Regions from separate parts of the Sorghum bicolor genome. Here region 1 is linked to region 2. Evidence: chromatin contacts called from public HiCAR-type data. All regions are on one chromosome and are shown on one strand. Each heading gives the region's core, a stretch centred on a gene start, on an enhancer-like site or on the middle of the called end of the contact. The rest is flanking DNA. Distances are from core to core; before and after follow the strand shown. Region 1 has its middle 12 kb from the start of LOC8073257. Region 2 has its middle 38 kb from the start of LOC110437120.

The links. HiCAR-type assays count read pairs that join an accessible place to other places.
Region 1: a contact with region 2 is called in a HiCAR-type map of leaf, with 4 times the contacts expected there. The contact joins two enhancer-like sites. A contact is called at or near these places in 2 of 4 Hi-C or Micro-C datasets (leaf and leaf mesophyll) and 1 of 1 datasets of contacts at active chromatin or transcription factors (leaf).

What each region holds. Positions count from the first base shown.
Region 1 is chr7:14,472,025-14,475,922 of Sorghum_bicolor_NCBIv3, forward strand. No RefSeq gene overlaps it. Among protein-coding and RNA genes, the nearest start is that of LOC8073257, 12 kb to the right of the region's middle. Within about 2 kb of position 1,722, at least 5 of the 5 cell types and tissues checked have open chromatin away from gene starts, as enhancers often do. A contact at or near this core is called in leaf, where this site is marked.
Region 2 is chr7:14,384,530-14,388,500 of Sorghum_bicolor_NCBIv3, forward strand. No RefSeq gene overlaps it. Among protein-coding and RNA genes, the nearest start is that of LOC110437120, 38 kb to the left of the region's middle. Within about 2 kb of position 2,097, at least 5 of the 5 cell types and tissues checked have open chromatin away from gene starts, as enhancers often do. A contact at or near this core is called in leaf, where this site is marked.

The DNA of each region.
Region 1 (3,898 bases), core at 472-2,971, 87 kb after region 2:
ACGACCATGTCACTACAAATCTGTCATCTCATTATTTGTACACACTCTTGTCGATCTCTTGCAGGAAACATGCATGCTCAGTTCCTCCCATACCACACCTTTTTCCTTTTCCTTTTTATCAATTCATCTTTTGCTAAAGAATAGTACTACTGTCGTTATGCCTTGATATATATAGTGAATTTTTCATTATTCCCTGTGTGTCTTTTAGTTGAATCTGGAATTAATTTTCGTTTTGGGGATAACAGATCAATGCTACGAGCAGTGGGAAGGAAAGAACAAGGATGGATCGAGCATGATAGATCGCCGCGTACATCATGCAGCTTGTCGAATCCCCTCCTCAACCCTATCCGATCCCATCAGAGAACAGCTAGCAAGTAGCAATAGCATGGGGTTTCAGTCAGAGCAAAAGTGACCCGTTCATAAAGGCAGAAAGGTGCCTGATCCTAGACTCAGACCCTGTTTAAATTAGAGATGAATTTTTTTTTAGTGTCACATCGGATATGTCGAAAGGACGTCGGGAGAGATTTTTAGAAACTAATAAAAAAAATAAATTACATAGCTCGTCAGAAAACTACAAGACAAATCTATTAAGCATAATTAATCTATCATTAGCATATGTGGGTTACTGTAGCACTTAAGGCTAATCATGGAGTAACTAGGCTTAAAAGATTCGTCTCGTGATTTTCAACTAAACTGTATAATTAGTTTATTTTTTATCTACATTTAATGTTCCATGCATGTGTCAAAGATTCGATGGGATGAATAAAAATTTTTTTGGTAGAGAACTAAACAGGGCCTCAAAAAGAAAAAAAAGATCCTAGGCTCAAAAAGAAAAGAAAAGGTACCTGATCCCTTCTGCATTCCAATCCTGATGGATTAGGCCTTGTTTATAGTTCTAAATTTTTTTCTAAATTCATCGTCACATCAAATCTTACAGCACATGTATAGAACACTAAATATAGTTTAAAAATAATTAATTACATAGTTTGACTGTAATTTACGAAACAAATCTTTTAAGTTTAGTTAATTCATGATTGGACAATAATTACCAAATACAAAAAAAATGCTACTGTCACCAAAGCGAAAAATTTTCACCAACTTGACAAAACCTTAGATGCATGAAAAGAATTACTCCTTTCCTAAATATTTGAATATTTGTTGTCACGATTTACCTATCGATAACTTTGACTTGAGTATAGAAAATACGTACAATATTTTTATCTTTAAATAAATTTATAAAAAAACTGCATTAAATATCTATTCAATACTACAAATTATATATCTAAATATTATTATTTTTTAATATATGTTTAGTTAAAGTTGTTTCTTAGGAGCCAAAACATTTAGGGACGGAGGTCTAGTAGGCACTACTATAGCTGCCTGCCTGCCTGCCTGCCTGCCTTTGTTGACAGCACAGCAGCAACCCAAGCATGATGAGATCTTAAGACCAGAGAGACCCACGGACGTTCGTACCCGGGTCCGGGCAGGATTCTCCTTCGGACTCCCATTGCCACGCAATGGCAATTATGGGGAGGAGGGCTGAAAAAGCCATGGGGTCAAGTCAGATCAGATGCCATGATGGTCGACCGCCTCTTTTCGGCCTCATCACGATCCTCCTTTCCAAAAAGTCTATCAAAAGGCTGCTTCCTGCTGGTGCTGTGCCATACTGCTGCCAATGTGCATGCCATGGTTGGTTGGGTGAAAAGTGAGGACGACCAGACGATGCTTGCAGCAATAGCAAAAATGCAACTTTTTTCACCCCTGGTGGGAGTGGAAGAATGGATCGGGTTCCATACATCGTCTTTGCGCATGACATGAAAACGGTAAAGATATTTTCCGACTGTATTCGTGGCTGAATTTATTTAGAGGCATCCGATTTCGTATCCGTATTTGAATATTTAAATCATATATTTATGATGTCGACATCTAATCCTATCTTATCCGATATGGTTGATATTATCCGTATTCGAATCCGAATTCGACCAGAAATATGAAAACAAATATAATATCAATCATATCTGTTCGTATCCGATCCAGTTTTAAGAATTAAGAATCATGTTCCTTGCCGCGGGTGAAAGCTTGACGAACATGAGGATCCCCACAAGAAGCCTTTAGTGTGGTGACTCGAGAGAGAGACAGAGACGAGTGAAGGAGATCGGGCGGCGAATCTCACTTTCTGTTTCTTACTATTTCTATTTTCATTTCTTACCTTTTGAATTTGACACAGATTTATACTTAAGATTTATAAAAAGTGGTGGAACATAAGTTAAATAGCCTAGTTCATGAAGTAGATTCAAATTTAGCCCTAATGAAAGGATCCAAATGGACGCTTGGGTTACTGGATTTATTGCTAGCTACTAGGCTTGTCTATCTTAATTGTCGAATAGACATTTTGAAGGAAAAGGAGTAATAATACTTAAGTTTACCTGAAGTTACTTATTGAAGTGAATCAATTGGTAGTGCTGCCAATTATATTGATAAGAAGGTCCAGGCTGAACAAACAACGACTTTAGAGTAACACAAAACAAGAGCAGTAGAACAAATATAAAAACTAACTAAGGCAAATCTACTAACAACATGAGCAAGCAAACGACCACAACAAAGACAAACCCCCTAATTAATATAAAAATTCTCACAGTATGGGATCTCCCCCTAGTCTTTTTTGGTCAAAAAAATCGTAGAAGGCACGATCTTTTAGGCTTATGCACAGTAGCCTTGCACTCTATCTTGGCTGAGCTTTTCATCATTTTCAATAATACGCAAATATTTTAACACATTGTGTTGAAAATATTGTTGATTTTGAGGTGTCCATTACACAATCGCTATATCTTATTGTTAACCTAAAAATAAACCTAAATTTATCGCTCTTGGGTGCACAACCCACCTTCAACGACTCAAATTCTATCATCTTTAGATTTTCACTATTTTTTTAGAGAAAGGAGACAAGCCCAACTTCATCTCTTGAGACCAAGAGAATCATACCAAAGATAATAAGAAGTAAAAAGTGTCCATCTCAAAGCTCCAATTAATATTGTGGCCATCCAAACAAGACAAAGAGCATGTCTCTAGTGCTCAATGAATTTGAAAGATGTGTTCTTTGTTGTCTTTACATCTATGTAATTAACTGCGCTCGTTGACATAACCAATGTGTTCCTTTCAATAGCGCCTACAAAAAAAATTAAGATTAGCACTTGTCAAAAACAACCTCATTTCTTGTAAGTAATATTGAACAACAAATGGTTGTATTCACCTCCTATTAACACCGAGGACTTATTCCCTGAGCTAGCTAGGAGAGTGGGCATCCATGGATGGATGTGCATCCACAAGTGTGAAAGTGTGGTGGCCGGCATATTTTGGATTTCTCATCTTTTTCATTCATGTGTACAAGAAGAATCCCTTGCTGGCTAGCTATTGGTGATCCAACCGGTTAGGTGTCTGGTCCGCCTTTGCAATGAGCACGAATATAATCCCGTTGCTTTTCTGAGAATTTACCTTTAGGTCTACTTCATTTTTATTTCATCTCTACCGTTGACTTTAAACACTTTATTTGTGAGATTTTTTTATTTTATTTTTTCAAAAAAGTCAGTTGCGATATTTTTATTGTATATAAATTAGCATGCTGTAAATTCTGTCACTTGTGAGGTATCAAGAGACCATTATTGTCTGTACTGCTGCAACTCCTATTAATTACATCTGCAAACTGTTGTAGAGTAACACTAATTTGGATTCCTGAACTTGTAACAATCTTCTCGAATTTTCACTAGAACCATTGAAGTTTTCCATGTTCAACCCCATCTAGCAACTTATACTATACAAGTACTCATATATATGAAGGTTGCACCATAAATTAGTCAATGATGCAGGACCTAAAATTATTGTTGCGTTCCAACTTACAAGC
Region 2 (3,971 bases), core at 847-3,346:
TTTGACTGGCACGCATCCTAGGAATTGATTCTTTCGGGGACGGAGAGAGTACGTATATTGGTGGCGCCCGCTTATGTTCTGATTACCTAGCTAGGGCCTAATATGAAGTCTAATCATCAAGTACAGCACCAACATCTATCAGCAATTGTGTAGTACGTAATGTGTGTATAGTAGCAAAGAGATGGATAGGATAGATTAGATAGACCATCATCACTATTGACCCCCCTCATTAATAGAACCTACCTAGCTAGGGCCTAATATGAAGTCTAATCATCAAGTACAGCACCAACATCTATCAGCAATTGTGTAGTACGTAATGTGTGTATAGTAGCAAAGAGATGGATAGGATAGATTAGATAGACCATCATCACTATTGACCCCCCTCATTAATAGAACCATTAATCAGGGCCCTCCGATCTTCCATCTGTGACGGAGATGGAGATGGGCCGCTTGTCCTCTTGCCCTTGGCACCTTTTCAATGGGTCGCTTTATGCATTCACTCACTCGCCTGCTGCTGCTTCCCAGCTGTCCCAAAAATTGATGGTGATGCCCTTTGGATCCCTCTAGTTTTTTTTCAGTTTTTTAAGAATCTGATTTTTTAAACTAGGTGGGATTTTGCTGTCAAATTTTACCAGATTCTTAAAAACTTAGAAAGCTATTGTTACCCAGTTTTTACCCATTTCTATAACGCACAGAGCAATGAATGAAGTTAGATTCTTAAAAATTAGGATCAAACATCCACATCAGTTATTGCTCAGAATCCAGATTTCAGAAATAGAGGCAAAAACTGATTTTTAAGAATCTAAAACTAATTTAAACAACGCCTAAGTAGGAGTAGTAGTTTCTCTGCCACCATGCTGATTTATCTTCGTACAAGAGTAACTCCAGCAGCTCACTAATAAGTCATCCCTGACAAAATAATAATACTATTTTTTATTATTAAAGGAGATCACCAACACCTTCTGCTAGTTATGTGGGACCCACCTATCAGAATGCTATTCATTTTCTTTTCTTTTCCCTTTTGTTTCCTCTTCTCTCGGCTCATCCACGAGAGCATCAGGCTCGACCCCGGCACCGTTATTGCCTTCTTTTCTCCATTCTATGCTAGCCCCTCGACCTCATCCTCGGTAATGGCCACAGACTCCACCTCCAGGTAGTTGGCGCCGGCCACCACATAGAGGCTCCTTTCCTTTTCTTGCTCACGTGTTTAACTCCCAGGAATCAATTCTTTCTATTTTTCTCCGGGTGGCGTTTGATTAGGTGCGCATCAGGGACTCGCAGGATCGAAAAAAAAAAGCTATAATTTTACATCAGAAATTCTTTCTTATTCTTTAATTTTCTTTTACACCTTTCCACTTCAGGTTTATATATTCTATCTCTTTTGTACATTTACATCAGAAATCCTTACTTATTTTTTATTTCTTTTTACACCCTTCCACCTCCTAAGCAGAGCTATAATTTTACATCAGAAATCCTTTCTTATTCTTTAATTCTTTTACACCCTTCCAACTTCACATTTATATATTATTTCTCTGTTGTACATTTGCATCAGAAATCCTTACTTATTCTTTATTTATTTTTATAACCTTCCACCTCCTAAGCACAGGTTGTGGGATCGCACGGGGACGTGGAGGCGACCCAAAAAATTATTTTGTATCATCTGATGATCTTACTTACTTTTGTTCTTTTTAGTTATATATATATAGGAGAATATGTGGTTTTATGTTTAGTAATAAAAATATTTAATATAAACAAGTTCCACCAAAACAAGAATACCATAAATATATCGGTTGTACAGTCCCCTCTCGTTTCATTTCAGAAGCGGAAAAAAGCTGCTACTTTACTAGCAAATGATTGTACCTGTTCATAAATAATTCTCGTTGCCGAGAGAAACGGACGGAGTACCGGATGTTGAGACTATTTGCTATGAATTGATTGATGAGGGAGCACAAGGCTGAAACCGAAAACGCTTTGATTCGCTGCCGCGGTTTTCCAAATCAGCTCTTCCTCGTTTGTTTCCAACCCACCTCCATCAATGCATCCACATCCAGGCCCATCACCACTTTCCCAGACGCAAACGACTCCCCGGACCCCGGCCCCGGCCTCCGGGCATAAATTTTGCTGGGCCCGCCTATGGCCCACCCTCCTCCCTTGCCTTGCCTGCCTGCCTGTGTGAAAAATATCGGCACCAAGCAAACCTAGGACCAGGGCACTGATTTTCAGTCACACAAAGCTGGCTGATTACTTGATTAGGAGGGAGCTCAGCTCAGACCTCAGAACCGGATTGTGGTTAAGAAGACGAGAGTGTTCATTTTCATGGGTGCCAATTCCTCTGCTTCACAAGCTTATCTCCAAAATTAAAAGGTGCTCGACAAACTAAGTTTCCGCGGTCTTAAATAATTACAATATCGGTGATGTTCTCCCTCGACAGGCACTGTAATATTTTCGTTTTATTTGATAATTAGTATCCAACTATGGATTAATTAGACTTAAAAGGTTTGTCTCGCAAATTATCCACTAGCTGTTATTTTAGTTTTATAAATAATATATATTTAGTACTTTATGTATGTCTCTAAATATTCGATGTGATGGTTATAAAAAAACACTTGGAACCAAACATGACCTAAGCTGTGTCAAACATATGACTTCAGAATATAACTTCGGGGAGTCGACGATGATCACCATCAGATATTAATTCGGGTTCCGCTAATGCTGTTCACGCAATTTTAATTTGTTTAATAATTAGAAGAAACCACCACACACACACACACCACATCTAGTCGGTGTATCTAAATGCGTGGTTTGCTCATCCTTGTCATGTACAGTGTACGTTGTGGGAACTCATTTAGTGGAACGCACACCGTCCTGTGGTTAAGCTTTGAAGAAGGTGACGGACCTGCGGCTGCCAAACATGAGAAGCATCCCAAAAGAAGAGCAACTTTTCCAGGCCACCAAAAGTAAAGTCAATTTTACATTCAAGGGTTCCCATGTCGTGCTCGTAGGTACTACCAACAGTGCAGTACTAGAGCAAGTATTATAATACAGCCAGCTGCTGGCTGTAAGATTTCTTTACAGCCTTCTTGCAGCCCACTCATATAATGGTTAGCTCATCACTATTAATATATGGCCCACTTGTCTGTCTCATATATTTTCTTGGTTTTTGTGTCTGAGTCGGTTGTAAGCTTACAGCCCGCTTTTACTCTCTCTTCTCTTCTCTCTCCTCCACCTCAGCATTTAGCTGGCTTACAGCCTGCTATAATACTTGCTCCTATATAGCGACCAGATGTGAACGTCAGGAAAAACTACTGTAAGGCCAGTTTCAATGGGGTTTCATTAGAGTTTCATGCATATTAAATATGCTGATGTGGCGCTATATTAATGAAGAGAGAGATGATAAGAGTTTCATGGGAGTAGAGAGAGTTTCATCCTCATAAAACTTCTATGCACTGTTTCCAAAATATTGATGTGTTGAAAACTGTGTCATGAAACTCCCATTGAGGATGGCCTAAGCATTCTCACATGCATAGTAATTGATTAGTGATGCTACTTTAGGCCAGTCTCAATGCATAGTTTCATGACACAGTTACCAAGACTATAAACTAGGTAACCGAGCCACAAGAGTTTCATGGGGATGAAACTCCTCTCTCATATGATGAAACTCCTTCATTTAATGACCCTGCCAAGTCAGCAATTTTGCTTATGTGGCAACCTATTTAATGTGCATGACACTCTCATGAAACATGCATTGAGACTGGCCTTACAGGGCTGTGCCTGCAAAATCCAGGGTCTTCATCCAAATTCTAATATGCCCTAATGGTCTAGAAAAACAAAACGATAATAATCGTATATAATGCACATGTACCACCAACCTTAACATTGAGTAGTTAATCCAAAAAATAAATTTTCAATGATAATATAAAGACAAACAAACAATCCTATTAAAAAGGTATATAAGACAAACAATCGATTGC